Regions from separate parts of the Mus musculus genome. Here regions 2, 3, 4 and 5 are each linked to region 1. A link is a contact called in public ChIA-PET, HiChIP or PLAC-seq and promoter capture Hi-C data. All regions are on one chromosome and are shown on one strand. The core of a region is the stretch at or near the end of the contact, and the rest is flanking DNA. Distances in the headings are between cores, read along the strand shown.

Evidence for each region. Promoter capture Hi-C pulls out the DNA fragments that hold promoters and counts their contacts. ChIA-PET counts read pairs in DNA pulled down with a chosen protein or histone mark. HiChIP or PLAC-seq counts read pairs in DNA pulled down with a chosen protein or histone mark.
Region 2: a promoter capture Hi-C map of the HPC-7 cell line shows a contact between it and region 1, with 3 times the contacts expected there. The contact joins the enhancer-like site here to the promoter of Rnf8 in region 1. A contact is called at or near these places in 5 of 39 promoter capture datasets (the 3T3-L1 cell line, the HPC-7 cell line, HPC-7-derived erythroid cells and 2 more), 2 of 115 datasets of contacts at active chromatin or transcription factors (embryonic forebrain and neural tube) and 1 of 9 other capture datasets (embryonic stem cells).
Region 3: an H3K4me3 HiChIP or PLAC-seq map of bone marrow-derived macrophages shows a contact between it and region 1, with 3 times the contacts expected there. The contact joins the promoter of Pi16 here to the promoter of Rnf8 in region 1. A contact is called at or near these places in 1 of 39 promoter capture datasets (liver), 1 of 15 datasets of contacts at CTCF or cohesin (the NIH/3T3 cell line), 2 of 115 datasets of contacts at active chromatin or transcription factors (bone marrow-derived macrophages and effector CD8 T cells) and 3 of 9 other capture datasets (adipose tissue, embryonic stem cells and liver).
Region 4: a contact with region 1 is called in an RNA polymerase II ChIA-PET map of memory CD8 T cells, with 112 read pairs. The contact joins the promoter of BC004004 here to the promoter of Rnf8 in region 1. A contact is called at or near these places in 8 of 39 promoter capture datasets (the HPC-7 cell line, embryonic stem cells, hematopoietic stem and progenitor cells and 5 more), 6 of 484 Hi-C or Micro-C datasets (B cells, CD8 T cells, cardiomyocytes and 3 more), 7 of 115 datasets of contacts at active chromatin or transcription factors (bone marrow-derived macrophages, effector CD8 T cells, embryonic stem cells and 3 more) and 3 of 9 other capture datasets (adipose tissue, embryonic stem cells and liver).
Region 5: an H3K4me3 HiChIP or PLAC-seq map of embryonic stem cells shows a contact between it and region 1, with 9 read pairs. The contact joins the enhancer-like site here to the promoter of Rnf8 in region 1. A contact is called at or near these places in 4 of 39 promoter capture datasets (cranial neural crest, hippocampal neurons, pre-B cells and 1 more), 1 of 484 Hi-C or Micro-C datasets (cerebellum) and 5 of 115 datasets of contacts at active chromatin or transcription factors (T-cell acute lymphoblastic leukemia, embryonic basal ganglia, embryonic forebrain and 1 more).

Annotation. Positions count from the first base shown.
Region 1 is chr17:29,613,398-29,616,097 of GRCm38.p6, reverse strand. Rnf8 (ring finger protein 8) reads right to left here and starts at 1,309. Exons shown (of 8, transcript NM_021419.2): 1 at 1,020-1,309. The coding sequence starts at 1,130. Gm28043 (predicted gene, 28043) reads right to left here and starts at 1,309. Exons shown (of 28, transcript NR_132314.1): 1 at 1,020-1,309.
Region 2 is chr17:30,112,706-30,115,405 of GRCm38.p6, reverse strand. The region is part of intron 2 of Zfand3 (zinc finger, AN1-type domain 3); the gene reads right to left. Among named protein-coding and RNA genes, the nearest start is that of Zfand3, 110 kb to the right of the region's middle. Within about 2 kb of position 1,440, at least 8 of the 459 cell types and tissues checked have an H3K27ac peak or open chromatin away from gene starts, as enhancers often do. A contact at or near this core is called in the HPC-7 cell line, where this site is marked.
Region 3 is chr17:29,317,457-29,320,156 of GRCm38.p6, reverse strand. It overlaps Pi16 (peptidase inhibitor 16), which reads right to left and starts at 1,275. Exons shown (of 7, transcript NM_023734.3): 1 at 766-1,275. The coding sequence starts at 942. Gm46603 (a long non-coding RNA gene) reads left to right here. Exons shown (of 4, transcript XR_003952339.1): 4 at 1-373.
Region 4 is chr17:29,267,438-29,270,137 of GRCm38.p6, reverse strand. It overlaps BC004004 (cDNA sequence BC004004), which reads right to left and starts at 1,350. Exons shown (of 9, transcript NM_030561.3): 1 at 1,136-1,350.
Region 5 is chr17:29,974,569-29,977,268 of GRCm38.p6, reverse strand. No RefSeq gene overlaps it. Among named protein-coding and RNA genes, the nearest start is that of Zfand3, 29 kb to the left of the region's middle. Within about 2 kb of position 1,323, at least 49 of the 459 cell types and tissues checked have an H3K27ac peak or open chromatin away from gene starts, as enhancers often do. A contact at or near this core is called in cerebellum and embryonic stem cells, where this site is marked.

The DNA of each region.
Region 1 (2,700 bases), core at 60-2,559:
ATAGAACACAGGTGCACCAGCCAAGGGACAACCCCACTCACAATGGGCTGGGCCCTCCCCTATCAATCACTAATTAAGAAAATGCCTTACAGCTGGATCTTATGGAGACATTTGCTCAATTAAGTTTCCCTCTTTTCAGAGGACTCTGGTTTGTGTGCCAAGTTGACAAAAGACCAGCCAGTACACATGACCAACATTCAGTACTGTACAGGCTTTCCAAAACCTCAAGGATTCTACATTGCAAGCGCATCCCTGACCCAGTTCTGCTTCCAGAGCAGACTGCAAGGATTGAAAGCCCACAACAGCACCCAGCACCTCTCCCCCACTTAGAACTGTTCCTCCCACTTTGTCTTTGTTTCTAATTTTGCGTTTGTGGAGCTGCAGATACAGCTCATTTGGTAGAGTCCTTGCCTTCCAAGTTCTGTGACCCTGCGTTCAATCCCCAGCACCGGCCTTTTAAGTCAGCTTTACATTGTGAGCAGTTTCTGGAGAGAAGGCTGACCCACTTCAGGAGTGGCCCACCCCGACGCTCCAGTTCCCCTCGGAGATGGAATGGAAGACTTTTATTTTCAGTATTACAGTTCGAGGGGTTTAGGCATGCTACCCTTAAACTCCTGATCACACTTAAAATCAACTCCAGAGAGTCCACGCCCTCCGCAGCCTTCCAGGCGTCCATCTTCAGACTCCCTAGACAGGTTCGCCACTCCTAGGAATCAGTGGGGACGCCTCTGCCTCAGTTTCTCCGTCTCTGATAGACCCTTAACTGGGACAGTGCCTGTTCTCGACCCCATCCTTCTCCTCGCTGGGAGGCCCGCGTCCGTTACAGCGGCTCCGGCACGGGTCCCGCTCCCGCGCAGCCGCCCTCCAGCTCGGGCCTCAAGCCGCGGACTCGCCTGGCCTCGCGGCCCGGTCCCTCCGGGCCCTGAGGTGGCCGGAGCCCGCTGCCTCGGCGCCTCCCCGCCGACCGGTGTGCGCGGCCTTCCCCCGCTCCCGCAGCTCGCCAGGCCTCTCGCCCTCACCTCAGTCCCAGCCTCCAGCTGCAGCCACTCGCAGTCCATCCCCAGCCGCCGCAAGCACCAGCTCCGGCGGGCCGCGAGCTGCCCCGAGACCAAGGGGTCGGGCTCGCCCATGGCCCGACCGGCACTGGGGCAGCGTTCAGCAACCAGCCAACCTCTAGCCTGAGCTCCGGCCGCCTCCGAGGTTCCTCTCGCGCAACTTAATCTACACACAAGACAGAAGCAATCGCCCGGGGATCGACCGCGTTGAGAGCGCGGGCCCGCCCCAGGCCTGGGAAGGCGGGCAGTGCGCGTGCGCAGCGGGAGGCGGGCGGGAAGTGCGCAGGTGTGAGCCTGAAGAAGGACGAGCGTAACGTCTGCTGCGGACAAAATCCTAAACTAAAGCATAGATTTTAGGACTTGGAGGATGGCTCAACGAGTAAAGCTACTTGCTGGCAAGCGTGGAGACGATGCTCAGGCTTCACCTATATGGTGGCTGGGGAAAACTGACTTTTCAAATTGGCCTCTGACTTCCAAATGCGCACCCTAGCGGGTGGGTGTGGGTGTGCGCGCGCGCCTGTGTGCGCGCAGAGTAATAAACACTTAAAAGTTATAGATTAAAAATTATAGTAAACAACAGAAACACTCTCTTTCCTTGGGTTCGTGAGTATAATAATGACTTTCCCAATACCTTCTTTCCTCTCTGCGCTCTCCAAAGCCAGTACCCCAGATCCAGCAGCAATGAACCTGAACCTTTATTTGTATCCCACCCCTTTTTCCTTTGGCAGAGTGTGGTGGAGGATGAGGAGTTCAAGGGCATCTACCGCTATGCAGTGAGTTAGAGGCCAGCCTGGGATATGAGACCGTGTCTACAAAACAAACAAAAATTGCTTTATAACACGGTGATGACGGCCATAACCATTTTATTGAGAACTATAGCCTACTTTGGGTTGGGAGTAGGAGATTCTGAACATTGAACACACAGCCAAGGATGTACTCTGTAGCTAAATTATACCTCCACCCCATTATAACCCACTTTTGAGTGATTTAGAAAAGTCTGATCATTTTAAGGTTGATTCAGTCTATTCCTATTTAGCATCTATTTGTTTTTCATGACCTCATTTTGTTTCTGAATCTTTAAAAATTATACCAGGCAAATCTGTAGAGATGGATCGCATTACCTGGGGCTCATACAGGGTACAGAAGGAATGGAAATGGGCTTGAAGGGGCTAGGGAGATGAAACTCTCCCTTCTCTCTCCACGCTGAAGTTTGGGTGTTTAAGATATGTGTGTATGGGCTGGAGAGATGGCTCAGCGGTTAAGAGCACGGACTGCTCTTCTGAAGATCCTGAGTTCAAATCCCAGCAACCACATGGTGGCTCACAACCACCCGAAAGGAGATCATGAGATCTGGTGCCCTCTTCTGGTGTGTCTGAAAACAGCAACAGTGTACTTACATATAATAAATAAATCTTAAAAAAAATAAAAAAAAGATATATGTGTACATGTTTTGCCTGCATGTATGTCTCTGAGCCAAGTGCATGCCCAATGGCTGCAGAAACCAGAAGAGGTTGTTGGATCCCCTGGAACTGGAGTTTATTATTTTTATGGATTGTTTTGGTTCGGTTTATTTTTATGTATGTGTCTTGCCAACATGTATGTATGTACCACGCGTGTGCCTAGTGCCTGTGATGTCCAGAAGAGG
Region 2 (2,700 bases), core at 191-2,690, 500 kb before region 1:
CCACAATTTTTGTTCAATTTCACTCTTTCTTTAAAAATGTCTAGATCACAGACCTGGAGTGGTAGTGCACATTTTTAATCTTAGCACTAGGGAGGCAGAGGCAGGTGGATATCTATGAGTTTGAAGTCAAGACTGGTTTACATAACAAATTCCAGGCTAGCCAGGGCTACCCAGTAAGATGCTTGTCTCTAAATTGATGTTCTCCAACTTAGGGAGAAAACCAACTGTCAGATTTGACAACAAATCCTTTAAAACATTTTTTCATCTGATTTTATTTCACAATGGTTTTTTTAAATCACAATTTAAAAAAAAAAAAAGAATGTTGAGGGAAGGGAGGAGCTTTGATGAAGAACCCTTAAAAATACACTCAGTCCTGTTTTCAAGTTGCTTCAAAAAAATTCACTCAGTCCTGTTTTCAAGTACAAGAGCATCAGATATGCGCCCTCTGCTGGCTTCACAAAAACTCCCTTGATGTTCCTCTGGGCCCAGGAAGAAATACAAAAATACAAAGGGCTACAAAAGGGCTGGGTGCACATTTCACAGTAAGATCCAACCTTCAGGAAAGCAATTTAGCAAAAATCTCTTAGGTCAGTCACACTGGATACCTCCCTCCCCTACGCGCTGGGTTATTCTTACCCTCAAACATCTCTAGCTTGCACAGAGAAAAGGTAACACTTCTCTACTGAATAAAAACACTGTAGAGTAATTGCAACATTTGTGTTCCATCAAAAGTAACAACATACAAAACTACACAGGTAAATGCAAGCCTGCCCAAAAACAAGAACTTAAGAGGAAATTCTTGTCATTTTCCCACAAGTTCAACTTTGTATTAATGGTCTTTCAGATCCAAGAGGACAAAAGGTCAGAAAACTGATCCACAAAGCAATGTATCAATATCCTTCCATTTGAAGCTATTCTTTTAAATTTTAAGTTATTTACCAAATAATATTCATTTTTAAATAATAGAGTTTCTTTCCAGACGACAGTTTTAACTCTGTAATAAAAAAAATATTGTTTCAATAGCCAAGCAATATATTTTAATTATTGTGCTAGGTACCACAAGTAAAATGTCACAAAAATTGTGCCCTGTGATTAACTAAACCTTCTCTGAAGGCTTCTAGAGAGAACAGAAAACAAAGACAGTCCACTCACAGCACAGTCTAAACGTGAGCAGAGTTTGATCCGCTATGAATACTGCCATAGAAAACAAAATGTGCCATAACTCATTGTACAAATACATATTTATAATTTTATTGAACTTTTCTCATCTAGGCTGACAGCACTCCCTCCAAAAGTTCAAGACCACCTACCAAAATTCCCAGGACCAACCATGAGAAGCCCTCTTTTGAGTTGTTGGCCAGAGCTGTCTAGCACACGGCCCCCTGCTATTGATTGCCCTAGGTTACCCTCAGCCAGGGGTGAAAGTTAAGTCCCTATTGCTGAAGATACCACGCAATTCAGAAATAAGGCCCAGAAGCCCCGAGCTAAAAGTGACACACACATACTTAGTCACGTATCCTACTTAGGGTTCAATTCTTTTGGGTACACATTCGCTTTAGCAGAACTACCAGGTTGAGCAATGAATTTTTGGAAAAGGCATATTATTATAACGATGTCTTCAACTGGTGAATATCATGAAAACTCTAAAAAGTTTTTCTTTTGCTGTATTGATGGAGACGCTTACTAGTGAGAACACATACTAGAGACCAAAGCCTGGGCAGAGAGCAAGTGCAGCTACCACTTACTTAAAACACTGAAGCTATATTTTGTCCTGACCTAATTCTTATTTTTCACAAGCAATGACATTTTTCCTATAAGTATATGAAACAGATCTTACTCTTTGGTTATTTTTTTTTCTTGCCAAAGTGCTTCCTTGTTGCCTAGTATACACTGTAAAACTTTTCAATTTTTTTCTGAATATTTTAAATTGAGAAAGTTACGTATTTTATCATACACAATGTTATTCTAAAATAGGTACTATGCTATGGCTAAATCAAGCTCATTAACATATGTGTCACTTCGTGTACCTCTGTTTTCATGACTTTTTAAAGTACTAAACTGTAACTGACAACAGTGACTGATGCGTCAATCAGATCCACTATTCCCAACAAAGAGAGGGATGTCTGCCTTAAAATACGCCTCACACACAAGCACAGGTCCCTCGCCAGTCAAGTTTTCTGAATAAAAACAATGAAGAATCCCCCAACCTCTGCTCAGCATCTGACTGTCTCATCTGTAAAGCCTCCTTGCTTTACAGACTCATGCTGAGTGTTTGGTGGTACAGATAACATGTCCTGCAAATCATACTCTGTGGAAGGAGACACACCTATCTGCAGGGCAACCAAGGGCAAGAGACACCAGACAGTCAGGGGCAGAGCTACACCAGAACGCTCATCTCCTATTATCAAAACATGCTTTGTCCAATAGGACCAAAGCACCAAGCGGTCCTAAAGTTGCTCAGTCCAAGTCAATGAAAAGTGTGCACTCTGTGCTTGCCAGTAGAAACAGGCTGAGGGAAAGAAATGCAAGCTACTTAGTCTTTACATTCAAACAAACCACTCTGCATTTCATTAAGATTTAGGAGCTAAGTGAACTAACAAAGTTCCTTTAAGTTCTCTGGGTCTACTTCCTCATTTTTAAAAAAAAAAGAGAGGGGGGGAAAGCTCAATTGAGGAAAAGCTCAATTGGTAAAGTGAAGAC
Region 3 (2,700 bases), core at 26-2,525, 300 kb after region 1:
CAGGGGTTCCTGGCCACTGGAGGGTGTCTGGGAGTGGGGTGGACCAGTCAGACTTCAGAGAGGACAGAATGGGAGTGATTCTAACTCTTATCAGCTGAAACCAGAGCAGACATCCTGCCTCCACCCTGCCATCTGATAATAAATGTTCTTTTCGCCAGATTGGCCACCGGCACCCAGCCTCGGCCTCCACTGTCTGTGCATTCCTCTCACTGTTGTGTAGATAATTTGTATGTGTGTTATATATGTGCTTTTTATATTTCACCGCATGTAGTATTACATGTGTGCGAGTCAGCCCATGCGTGTGGGTGTGCTTGTGACCCCATTTTACCGACGAGACACTGAGAGAGTCCACATGGTTACAGGATGCGCCCCAAACGAGACCGGGTTTTGGAAAGGGCACCTAAACTGTGGGCCCCAAAGTCCTTCAGGCTTGCTCCCTCCCCCTCCAGTGTTTTCTGGGCTCATCTGCCTCTTCCTCTTCCCTCCAGGACACCCCATCTTGAGAAGAGTTGAGGAGGAGGCCACTGCTGTGTGGGGAGCCAGGGCTTAAGCTTGAGCAAAGTTCCCTCTGAGCCTCAGTTTTCTCATCTAGAAGATGGGGCTGATAATGGGGACCAGTGCATTATACAGCACCAGGGACTCTGTCACTGACCAGAGAGGAAGGAGTCTTGACAGAGCATCCCCACGGGGAGGCGAGGAGAAGGACTGTGGCAGGCCTTGCCTCGCACCCTTCAGGCCCAGGAGGTGGCCCCCAGCCACACTCACCATCTGCAGCATATCTGAGGCTGGCGGGGACACCTGGGCACGGTACTGGTTGTGAAGATCCACCATAGTTTGCTTCTCGTCCTCTGTGAGGGCTGTGGTGGGGCCAGTGGCAATCAGCAGCAGCAGGAGGAGCAGTGGCGGCGGCAACATCACCCACGGGCTGCAGGAACCGTGCATGGTGGCCAGCCCTCTCTGCCTCTCCTGATCAGGGGTCTGGCAGCTGGACTTAAAGTCCTTCCCACACAAGCACCACCCTGGCTGGGGTGGGGCAGCAGGGGCTGTGTCTGGAGGCCCAGCCCGGCTCACACAATGTCTCCAGGAGGGCTGGGTGCCTTGGGTCTGGACCAGAGCAGAATCCACTCCCCTGGAGTCCTTGGCAACAGCCTCCTTTTCTCTCAGTAAAGGGCTCAGGCCAAAGGCTATATGAGCTCCACCATCCCTCCTGAGGGGGACAGATCCTCAGGGGACACAATTCCAGAAGCAGCTGCAGCGCTGTGCTGTGGCATTCAGTCACTACTAAGTGCAGAGGACAGAACAAAGAAGGAACCTTACAGACCTGCCCCTACAGGATTGGGTAAGATGAGGAAGCTGCCAGTACCACGGAAAGAGCAAGGGAGGGAGAGATGATGCAAGGGTCATGACAGCAACATTAAGTGCCCACCCCAGGTCCTCTGCAAGAGCAGCAGGCGCCCTTGATTGCTGAGCTGTCTCTCCAGCCCCAGGAGAGCCTTCTAAACAAGAGGATGAATATCCACAGGAACAGGAAAGAAGTCAGGGGGTGTGGAGGTCTCTCGTTTGTCTCAGACAAGTTCTTCATTATGTAGCCCAGGTTAGCTGCTCTCTAATTGCTATGTCTCCGCAATTATATTTATTTACTTAATGTATGTGAGTGCTCTATCTGCATGTACACCTGCATGGCAGAAGAGGGCATCAACTCATTTGTAGATGGTTGTGATCTACAGATGGTAGATGCATGTATAGATGGTGTTCCTATCATGTATGTGGGTACTGGGAATAGAACTCAGGTCCTCCAGAAGAGCAGCCAGTGCTCTTAACAGCTGAGCCATCTCTCCAGCCCTCCTCTCTCCCCCTCCTTCCCTCCTCCTCCTCTGTTTTTAAAAAGATGTTCTCTAGAGGACATGCCACATGGAATTGAAGTCCCTGGCAGCACACATCTATGAGCACTGGAGGGGGAACAGCTTAAGAGTGAACAAAATTTATGTAGCGTGTAATTATTAAAAAAAAAAAAAATCGGGGGCTGGTGAGATGGCTCAGCAGTTAAGAGCACTGACTGCTCTTCCAGAAGTCCTGAGTTCAATTCCCAGCAACTACATGGTGGCTCACAACCATCTGTAATGGGATCTGACGCCCTCTTCTGGTACTGTCTGAAGACAGCTATTGTGTACTTAGATAAAATAATAAACTTTTAGGGTGGAGCAAGCAGGTCAACTGGAGTGAGCAGGGCCGACCAGAGCACAGAGGTCCTGAATTCAAATTCCCAGCAACCACATGATGGGTCACAACCATCAGTACAGCTACAGTGTACTTATATACATAAATAAATAAATACATACATACATACATACATACATACATCTTTTTTTTTCCCCCTGAGACAGGGTTTCTCTGTATAGCCCTGGCTGTCCTGGAACTCACTCTGTAGACCAGGCTGGCCTTGAACTCAGAAATCTGACTGCCTCTGCCTCCCAAGTGCTAGGATTAAAGGCGCTTGGCCTGGCCCAGGCTAACCTTTTTTTTTTTTTTAATTAGATATTTGTTTGTTTTCCTTCTGATGGATGTTTGTCCCTCACCTCTAATACAAATGCTGCTTGGTCAGTCTTTGCACACATCTATCTTTGAGGCTCTCTGATGCCTTCCTTTCTGTTGCCCACTGTGGTGGACGGTCTGTGATGCCAAACCTAAGCTCCTTGGCAG
Region 4 (2,700 bases), core at 101-2,600, 350 kb after region 1:
CCTAGAAAGTGGCAAAAATCGATCACCTTCACTTGAGCCCCATGAACACTTCTAAAGCTATAATGACAAGAGCCCCCATTGCCCGTGTAACCACGAGTGTGTTCATTAAAGGCTGACAGCAGAGAACTCCTACCAATCTCTGGAGCTCAAGATCCTCCCCTTCCTGCCACTGTTGATGTGGCCACCTGTGTGTCCTTCTGGACCATCTTCCAGTTCATTCCCAAGCTCACCTCAATGGTGAAGTCTAGCTCCGGGCCTCCCTCAGCTCCAAAGCCTTCATACCTTATCATGAATACTTGTCTTTCTCTTTACATCTGTCTTCTGCTTCATGTAAGGCCTCTTAGAACTCCTGTGGCCTCTTTACCCCTTACACAGCTATTCAATAGCCTACATAGACATATAATTACTGTGGGATGTGTAGTCTCCGGTGAGAGTTAATATCACCAGTGAAGACTGGAATGATATATTCTATTTTCGGTGATGGCCAGCTGTCAAGGGAAATCTCGAAATCTTGGCAAAATTGCAGCCAACGAAACCCAGTTTGTGAATCTGTACTTCCATTGTGAAAGACATTGTGCCTGGCACTGTGAAAAGACAAACGTGTCCCTTTATGTTTCTGACATAGCATACTCACGACACATGGCTTGCAAGGTTTAAGTCTTAAAATGCAAGGAAACACTAGGCAGCTTATTTTTCTCGTACTGGCAGGCGATTGACTGCAAACGGGTCAGTGTGCCATGCCACGTTCTGAGACGCCAAGTTTATCACATTAAGTCCACATTAAAATAAATAAAATTAAATTAAGTACTTCCTCCTTAACATTTGGGCTAAGATGTCTAAGAAGGGGCCATTCAGGGGTGACGCTAAGGCATCTGTGACAGGTTGGCAAGCGGGGTCAGGGCTTTCGGACACGGCCGCCACGTCTGCGAACCAAGTTCGAGCAGTGTCGGACCCCGTCACCCTCCCCGCGGAGCCTCGGGAAAGATGTCAGAGGGGATCTGCCCCGGGGAGCGGTCGGGGGTGCTGTCAGTCAGCAGAACGCGGACGGGAGCGGCGAGGAGGGCGGCGCGAGGCAGCGGCGGCCGCGGAGGGCGGCCGGCCTCCCCCCTCCCGGCCTCGGGCCCCAGTCACTCACATGCGGGCCCGCGCCCTCTCGGGCTCCTCCCGCCTCGGGGACAGCAGCCGCCGGGCGAGGAGGGTGGGCCAACAACTTCCTGCTTCCGGCAGCGCGACCCGGAAGTGGTTCTCGCGCCGCCGGCCAGGGCTGGAACACAAAGGAAAAGCTCCTTGCGCCCCAGGTTCCGAAACAGATCTGGCGAGGTCGCGGGGCGCGGGGCGCGGGGCAAATCTCGCGGTATCTGAAAAGCTTGTGCTCTTGCTCCCCCTGACGTCCAGATGGCACTACTGCGCCTTCTCAGTCGTAGAAGTCTCAAAATATTAATAACAACAATAATAATAATAATAAAAAAATTTTTTTAGGGGTCCGGACTCATTGACTCAATTCATTCCCATTTACACTTGGCTCACTCGTTTGTATCTATTGACTGCTGGTTCTGTGGTAAGCATCACTAAGCACTGTACTCTTAGGAAACTGCTTCAAGAATTATATATTGTAACATGAACATTCTCACAACACCTGACCATGAACCAGCCAAACAGGTTTATGGAGCTGGTTAACTGACTGCAGGTTTCTCTCACAAATAGGGAGTGGCAGTCAGCAACTGTTTGTATATGTGTGTGTGTGTGTGTGTGTGTGTGTGTGTGTAGTATGTGTACGCTTCTCCATGCACATAAGTGTCTTCAGAGGCACCGGATCCCATGGAACTGGACTTACAGACAACTGTGAGCAGAATGATATAGATTCTGGGAACTGAACTCAAATTCTTTGGGAAAACAGCTTTCTGAACAGCCAAGCCATCTCTCAAGCCTCTATATCAGAACCTTTAACTGATTTCTACCCGGGGACCTGAAACAAAATGCTGGGCTCAGCCCTGATGCTATAACTCAAAAGCCATGGTGACTGTGAGATGGGGTCAGATGAACCAGAGCAAAGACTCCAGGCCACCAGGCCACTCTACGCTCTCCCCATACAGGCACAAATAAGTCTCCTTTCCTGACACCCACTACTACCTGTACCCTCAGCTGACATACTAAGCCTGCCAGAACTGACTTTGTTTTTAACCCCTTAAAATGACAGTTACACAGGCTAGAGAAAGGGCTCCGGAGTTACAAGCACCTGCTGCTCCAGAAAAAGACCAGAGTTCACTTTCCAGCACCCACACAATGGCTTAGAACTGTCTGTAGCTGCCGGGCAGAGTGAGTTCCAGGACAGGCAGGGCTATACAGAGAAACCCTGTCTCGAAAAACCAAATAAACAAAAAAACAAAAAAACTAAAAAGGAGAATATATGGAGCCTAAATTCATCTATGGTGGCCTTGGAAATTCTCAAAGTCCCCTTTTCAGAACCTCACCGAGTGAGAGAACTGGGGTTAGCAGAGTTCCCATCACTTGAAGCTGCAAGGCAAAGAGAGACAGGTGAGACTGCACTGAAGAGGTACAGTTCTGTTTCCCTAAGGACACCAGCTTTACAGAGAACAGTGACGATCAGAGTGGCAGCCTCCTTAGATGACAGGCTGGAAGAGAACAGAGAATGTCTTTAAGAATTTAGGGCTAGCCTTGCAGTGGTAGCGCAAGCCTTTT
Region 5 (2,700 bases), core at 74-2,573, 360 kb before region 1:
TCTCACCAGCCCTCGAGACAGTCTTGGTGAACACATATTGCAGTCCCAGAAAGGGACTGGGCTTGGGGGTGGGAGTGCAGAGGTCAAGGAGGAGAGGAGCTGGGGGTGGGGGGACGGACATGTTCACACATAGCCTTGGGTATCACTCCAGGTAGCACTCTCTAGGCCAGGCAGAGGGATTAACAGATACTCAGAGTAAATCGTGCTGGACTTGGTTCCTGGAGTTAAGCCTCAATCACTTTCAAGCAAAGGCTTGTACGCTTAAGCCTTTGCAATTAGGCAAGACTCTGTTCTCCCTGGGAAGTCCCCCAGTCTGAAGGAGGGGTGGGGGACAGAGGTCAAGTTGCTTGCTGCAAGCAGATGGCTGTGATGGGAGGTGGGAGCGGGGGTCTTACTGGGTGTGGGAAATGGAGGGGCTATGTTCTCTGGAGCACACACCACACTCTTCTAGCTGTGTGGCTTTGGATTCTTCGATCGATATCTCTGAGGCTCAGTATCATCTACTTTGAGGTGTGATGGAGATTATTGACAAGTCAAGGCGAAGCACCAAAGGCTGTGGAGAGCCTGTGTCGACCTCTGACCTCACATGGGGACAGCTCTGATATGACCGTGGGCTATGATCCAGGTGAGGGACAGACACAAGCAAGGTTAGCAAGCCTGCCTAGCACATTTCAGCATCCCTTAAATCAGGTATGGTGGCACACACCTGTAACCCCAGCACTGAGGAAGTCAAAGTAGGAGGATGAGAAGTTCAAAGCCACCCCCAGGCACAAAGCCCATGGAGGCCAGCCTGGGCTATTTGAATCCATCTAAACAAACAAACAAACAAGAAAGCAAAACAAAGTCCGAGTAATCAAATAAATAAATAAATAAATAAAAAAGATACCCCTGCCTCAAATATATGTACATATAAAATGCAGGTTGTGAGCATATCCAAGCATGTGTACTAACCGCACCCAGCTTAGCTAGTGCTTGGGCTGGAACCCTGGGCTTCGTGCATGCTAGGCAAAGCCTTAATCACCGTAGCTACAGTCTTCAGTCCCTGACTGACCTGATGATAAGGGAAGAAGCTGACTTAAGGCTTTCAGGAGATCAATAGTAGATAGATCGAGCAAGTACGCTCCCCTGATTTAGGAATCTCTCTGTAAATGAGAGATTCTAGTCCTGATTTTAGGCAGAGTTTATTTCAGATTTAGTGGAGGCCCAGAGCTCCTGGGAGGCCCAAGAAGCATCAGCACCGCCTCCGCAGGCTTAGTCCAGGGCTCTTCCCAGCTTAGGAACATCCAGATGGCCGGGCCGCTGGGCCTGGCTCCCTCTCGCCCCCCTGTGGTCACAATTGAAACAGCCCAGAGGCCTTACTGCCAGCACTGGCTGTTCAGCAGATGGATATGCCCCGGGCGGCCCCTCTTCTCTGGAACCCTCTTCTGCTATGGAGGACACCACAACTGATGAGTCACCCCCAGACAGGAGAGAGCTGCAGAAGAAACCCCGTCTCCAGGAGGCAGGAAGAAACTCCAGACTGTTTCCTGGCCTGGTTTCAAGGCAGTCCCCACAAACTTGGGCTTTCCTGGCAACAGAGGAAGGGAGGTGGCAGGGGCCTGAGGTGTACATTCTGGCAACAGCTCCTGTCTGTTATTCCACATCCACCCCAGATCTCCTTTAGGCACAAGTCACTAGGACCAGCTTGTACTCAAGGTGGCCAGTTACCTTCTCCCTGCTCCCTGATGCCAATCTGTGACCTGTTTCATCAGATATGAGGCAGATAACACCTTTTCCATCCCAGAAAATAACACCCACTGGGGGGTTATTGGCAAGCTTCTCCATCCCAGGGAATTATACCTGGATGTCAGCCTGAAATAAGTTTGGGGTCTTGCTTGTTTGTCCAGTTGTTTTGCATTTGTGTGTGTGTGTGTGTGTGTGTGTGTATGTGTGTATGTGTGTGTAGGTTAGAGAACATATGAGAATTGGTTCTCTCCTTCCACCATGTGGACCCTGAGAATTGGTTCTCTCCTTCCACCATGTGGACCCTGAGTATTGAACTCCGGTCATGAGGGTTGGCAGCAAGCCCCTTTAACCACTAGAGTCTCTGATCCACTGAGTCTTCTGAAACAAGGTTCCTAAAGGCAGTTTTGGGTGGGAGCCCTTCTGCGTGTCTGTTCCTTCTTGTACTCACTCATTGAACACACATTGATTGTTGTCCAGCTGTATGTTAAGTACGAGGATGTGGCACGGGTATAGAGACGCAAAGTCATTGTCACAGACCCTAATCTGGCACTGAGTAATGTGGTTTGTATTTTCCCCCTGAACCCCTCCTTTCAAAAGCTGTTTCCAGAGTGTCTCTGCTTGCTAGCTGTGCGACCTTGGGCAGAAAACAAACAAGGAAAAACCAACACGGTTGCAGGTGTGGCATGCTATGCTGTGTGATTTATGTCTGTTAGGCTATTCTGACAGTGCCCCCGAGGTAAGCTGTACTCTTCCCAGATTCCGAGGTAAGGAAATGTAGCCTCAGAGAGCTTCAACTGCTGAAGCCCAAAGAACGGGCAGGCAGAGGAACCACAGTTTGGACTCAGAGCCACCAGCCTTCCCAAGGCCGAGTCTTCAATCTGCAGGATAAACGGTTTCACATCTAAAATGCCAGCTTCTTCATTTCTTCTCCTGTTCCAGTGATAGGGAGCTCACCCTTCCTGGTCACAGCCCATC